2 separate regions of the Mus musculus genome follow, and region 1 is linked to region 2. Evidence: chromatin contacts called from public Hi-C data. All regions are on one chromosome and are shown on one strand. Each heading gives the region's core, a stretch centred on a gene start, on an enhancer-like site or on the middle of the called end of the contact. The rest is flanking DNA. Distances are from core to core; before and after follow the strand shown.

The links. A called contact is a pair of places that touch in the nucleus more often than the background predicts.
Region 1: a contact with region 2 is called in a Hi-C map of the N1E-115 cell line, with 8 times the contacts expected there. The contact joins two enhancer-like sites. A contact is called at or near these places in 2 of 484 Hi-C or Micro-C datasets (the N1E-115 cell line and nephron progenitors) and 1 of 9 other capture datasets (embryonic stem cells).

Annotation. Positions count from the first base shown.
Region 1 is chr4:47,643,841-47,646,540 of GRCm38.p6, forward strand. No RefSeq gene overlaps it. Among named protein-coding and RNA genes, the nearest start is that of Gm32544, 6.3 kb to the left of the region's middle. Within about 2 kb of position 1,346, at least 15 of the 459 cell types and tissues checked have an H3K27ac peak or open chromatin away from gene starts, as enhancers often do. A contact at or near this core is called in the N1E-115 cell line, where this site is marked.
Region 2 is chr4:47,436,555-47,439,254 of GRCm38.p6, forward strand. No RefSeq gene overlaps it. Among named protein-coding and RNA genes, the nearest start is that of Alg2, 36 kb to the right of the region's middle. Within about 2 kb of position 1,302, at least 180 of the 459 cell types and tissues checked have an H3K27ac peak or open chromatin away from gene starts, as enhancers often do. A contact at or near this core is called in the N1E-115 cell line, where this site is marked.

The DNA.
Region 1 (2,700 bases), core at 96-2,595, 210 kb after region 2:
TGACAAAGACGGGCAGTCTCCATTTCATCAACATGGTTAGAGACAGGGGAAGGGCTTGTTTTATAGAAAGGAAAGGAATGGTTACAGAGCAGCAAATGATATCAGTTCTCTGTGAGACAGACATCACCTGTGACTCTCACCTACGGTATCAATACTTGGTTTACTGCTAGCAATGCTTCTGTAGTTGTCCTGATCAAGTCGAGGTGAAGTTCCATAGGCCTGGAATCTCATCAAGGAACAGTTCACATCTTGGAATAAGGGGTCTTGACTCAATCATTTCATGAATGTAAGTGTGAGAAGCACAGGGACTGGGCAGGCAGTGTGGATACTGCCTATGGGTACCAAAGATTCACAAGGCCTCAGATCTATATGGGTTGCACATGATAGCAACTCAACTCCAGATGTTTTGCACACATAAGTAAAAGAACCTGTTAGCTCACAGGGCCATGGGATTGAAGGGGTTTTCCTTTAGGGTGGCTGGATTTTAAGTTCGCACAGCATCCAGAAGCTCTCCCATCCCCTCTGTCTCTCTCATCTTCGACTGCCTGCCTGTGTATGGGCTCCATTCCAAAGCAAACCATTTCCTCAAAGACCAGAGGACCATTGGCTTCATTAACAAAAATTCCAGGGTGATATATATTGGTACTGCATGGGTCCCAGATCTGGTCCTGCCCTGAGTTCTGAGAAGGCAGAACAAACCAAGAGGAGGATGTCCTGGTACTTGCAAAACACTTTACTGACTGGGCTATCTCTGGGTTTGTTAAAGCAAAGGATTCCCAAGAAACCCTGACAGGAGTGGGAAGGGAGTCACTGAGGTGGTAGAATGGGCACTGAATGAGGCCTGTTTTTATGTAAGCGTGAAATGTGAATAGAATTCCAGGTCTATTTCTGACCCACTCTGTCCCTCTTCGACAAATCGTTTCTGGGGTCTTTCCCTCCCAGTTGCCAGGATGTCGTATAGGATTGAGGTAAAACACATGGGGTCAAATTGCCATGGTAGCCTTGACTGCTGTCAGTAGTGACTAAGAGCTGTGTTCAGAAACTCAGCCTCCCAACAGACAGTTCAAATGTGGACACACTGTGCAGTGAGGGTCAGCCATATATAGCACAGAAACACATTCTAGAGAAGAATCACTTAAATCTGAAATGTGAACTTTGAAGAAAAGGACAGAGTGTGGCATGTAGGAAAGCAGGCACACTCTGGAAGTGCTCGGAGCAGAGAGGACAATCATGTAGGAGGGAAAGCTGGGACACAGGCCTCTGCTGAGTGTTCAGCAGGAGGAGACTCTGGGTGTGGCCTTTCTAGGCCCTGGCCATTCCCAGACCTCTCCACTTTTGGTTTTACACTGTGAGGGCCAAGGAGTTGGGTGAGGCTCCAGGCAGATGGCAACCACACACCACAGCCACGCTCCCTGCTGACACTGAGGGCTGTCTGGTTTTCCTCACTGTCATGTTGGGCTCTAAGTCACCCACTTAAGTCACCACTGGACAGGGAGAAGCTTGCAGCCTGCTTGCCAGAGCCCCATCCACCTCAGCCATTAGTGTGTTTAACAGCACTGGCCCCATGCTGACTTCTGACATGCAGCAATTAATCCCTCTCCACTCAGAAGGGGCTATTCACAGAGCTTGATTCAAAAACATTACTGTTCCAGTTTGGGAAAAAAATGCTCCATTGTTGACTAGGTAAGCCATTTGTTGTTTTGGGAAAAGCCTCTGGTCTTCACCCTACCTTTTATATAAATCCTAGGCGCATTATGGATTTACATATAATGTATGGTGTCACAAAGACTTTATAAGATGAACACTTAAGCAACATTTATATATGCTGAGAGCAGAAAGGTCTGTTCTGTTGCCAGAGGCAGAATAAGATTAAGGCTCATGAATTTCTTCATATAAAAATGTTTATACATGTGTGGCTCCAGTCAATAGAATAAATGTGTTTAAATGTAAATAAAATGACAGGTTTGAGGTTGGCACTTACAATGTCCGAGGGTCGCTACCTTACAACAAAGTCCAGGGTGCTGATAGTAATGGCATTAGTTAGTATTTATTTCTACGGGCCAGGCATTGCATTACCACGTGAACTCTATTTAATTTACAAAGGAAAAGAAATCAAATGGCAAAGAAACACAAAAGAAGTGGTCTGTTTTACTTCTGCAAGTGAATGTTCGCACTCATGGGTTGCTGTTGGGAACCTTCAAAAAAAAGGGGAAATTGTCAAAAACCAAAGCAGAAATCCATCCCCATGTCTAGGAGTGTGCCCTGGCAAAATAATTAAGAATACGCAAAATGATAGAGCTATGAGATGCTGTTTTCACAGTAAAGATAGGAGTCAATTTAAATGCTCAGTAACGGAAGGTTTGTTAAGTAAGCTGTCATACACCCATATGAGTGAGAGCTTAACCCGGCACACATTGAGCATCATGCGGCAGCTGTGCGTTTGCTAAGAGGTTCCCCATCTATTGTTTACAAATAGAAGCAAACTCTAGAACTGTACATTCAACATGCAAAGCACCCCTCTCAAAAAATAGGGGGCGGGGGAGAAAAAGCCTAGGGAGAAATAGACCAAACACCACAGCGATAAAGTTGTCTCCAGGTGGTAAAATTAGAGGAGGCTTTAATTTTTCCCATTTCTGGTTGTGCAAAATCTTTTCTAAGTTTTCTGTACTGGGTGGCTATTGCTATGAAATAATGTCACTG
Region 2 (2,700 bases), core at 52-2,551:
CAGCTGAGAGTTCCAAGTTGGTCTCAGGTATCTCCTACCTCCTAAGTGGTTTTCATAGACAGGAGCTTGGCTTTTGCGAAGCACACATGACAGACAAAGCTCACTTCCCAGGTTTTCCTCATGAAGGCCAGAAAGCAACTGTGCCACTCACTTTAATCTCTCTTTCTTATTAATTTATTTATTCACTTTGCATCCTGATCAACCCCCTTCCTCCACTCCCCCCAGTCTCACCCTTACAAATCCCTCTCCCCCATTACTCCCTCATCTTCTCCTTAGAGAAAGTAAAGCCCCCTGGGGTACCACCCCACCCTGAGACATCCAGTCCTAGATGGACTACACACCCCTTTTCCTGAGGACCAACCAGGCAGTCCAAGTAGAGGAAGGGGATCCAATGGCAGCCACAGGGTCAGACAGCTCAGTTGTTAGGGGACCCACATGAAAACCAAGCTGCACATCTGCTACAAGTGTATAGGGAATCTAGGTCCAGCCCACTGGTTAGTGGTTCGGTCTCTGTGAACCCCCACAGGCCCAGGTTAGTTGTGGTGTCTTTGACCACTCCGGCTGGCTTAATCCTATCCCCTACTCTTCCACAGGACTCCCCACAGGCCACCTGATGCTTGTGTCTGCTTCCATCTGCTCCTAGGTAAAGCCTCTCAGGAGACATATGTCTCCCCTTTTCAATAAGGTAGTATGAAATACAGAGAAAGTATATGTGAAGCACCCTAAGGGGCAGGGCAGAGGGAGGGAGGATGGCAGTGTTCCCACTCCGGCAGGCTGTACGAGCAGGGAGCTTCCCCGGGGCTGATTCTCTTGGAAGCCCAGCCCTAGAGAAGACACGCTGGACTGGTGTTTCCCATAATACTCCTGGGAGAGGGGAACATTGGACAGGCAGGCAGAGAAGCAAGCTCTGGAGCACGGTGCCCAGCTTCCCTGTGGCCTCATTCATACACCTGCCACACAGTGCCAGGAGACCTGGCGTTAAGGAGCCACCTTTCTCAAAGGAGCCCGATCCTCATGGAGATTGCCGCTGCTCTGAAAATATAGCGGGCGTGGCCATCCTCTCAGCTGACACACCCTTTGACCCCTTTGAATGCTTGGAGCTGGCAGATGCCTAGAGCTGAGGACACTTACATGTATGTTCAAACAAGTATAAGAAGCTGCACCCCCCGCCCCCTTCAGACAGAGCAGAGATGAACCAGAAGGCCCCCCGCCCCCATCTCCAGCAAAGGCGGGACAAGCCAGCTGCCTGGAGGAGGGGCATAAGAGTCAGTTCCCCACGGACGACTTCGTTGACAGCTGAAGGGTGAGGTGGAGCGACAAGGAGACACTCGCTCACCCTTCACCCCTCATGAGTGCTGGGGCAGCGCTGCTGGCTGGTCATTTCCCAAAAGCTTGCCAAAACAAGCGACATAAATCAAATTTTCATTTCATTCCTTCAGGCTCGACCCTTCCGTCAGGCACTCAACAGCTGCCTCCTGAGCAGATGTACAGCTCATTAGTCTATCGTGCCGCTAGAGCCAAGTCCAGGACCCCAACCCCCATTCCGGGGCGGGGGTTGGGGGGGGGGCGGTAGGGAAGGACGCTAGCAGCCTTTGTTCTTCCACTGTCGAGCACTTCGCATATCAGCCACCAGGGGGCGAAAGCTGCACATACATCGTTGGTTCCCAGAGCCAGCTCAACCCTACAACCCTCTCGCCTGGCGTTTGGAAGGCGATCAGGGAGGGATGGTGAGACCTTCCTCTACCTCCAGAGCTTTTCAAGCCTTTAACGTGTAGGAATATCTTGTTTGGTGCGAGGATGCTTGGTTTAGGCAGACAGAACTGGATTCAGATGCCTGGTCTGATGCTCTCAGCCTTTGGGCCTTCATGATGAAATGTGATGGTATCGCTTGCTGTGGGACCCCACCCGGTGATCCTGAGGCTAACGTGAGGCAGATGAAGTGAGGAGCAGCTAAGCATCGTGACAAGGAAGTTCTCTAGGGACATAGAGTGCATGCAATTTCTCATGTCTTTATTTTCTCTTACTATGTCTCATTAACCACACATTTAAGCCTCTTATTTAATATAGATGAACAGAATCATATTCAGAATATCTCTGTGTTCTCTGTCTCTCTCAGACACACGCACGCACACACACACACACACACACACACACACACACACACACACACACACACACACGTCTCTGTCTCTCCAGGGCTGGAGATAGAAACCAGGGCCTTGCACATGCTCAGTAATTACTCTACCATTGAGCTATGTTCTCAGAGTCGTCTTTCTTCTCTAAAACAAACCAAGCCAAGAAGCGCCATGTGTTTATCTGTAAATCAACATGTCTATAAATCGATTCCACCAGTTGTCCCCATCCTTAAGTGTGGAGTCCAAGAAGCAGCAATAGGTTGGAGAGTGAAGCTGTTTCTGTTGTGCCTGTGGCTCACCCGTTCTCTCCCTTGTGGACCTGTGGTCCTCTCCCTACTCTACCCAGGATCCTCCCCTCCCCCTGCTTCCTTTGCTGCTGCGACTCAAGGTGGAGTCGCCTCCGCTACCCCCACAATTCTGACATTAGCAACCTGCCCCAGGTGACTTTCTAAAGGGAGGTGGGTTCCTGCCACATTCTCCTTGGAGGCATCACAGTTGCGTTTTGCCTGTTGACAAAGCTTGACAGCAGGCATCCAGGCCCTTAGAGCTGCATGTACTGGCTTCA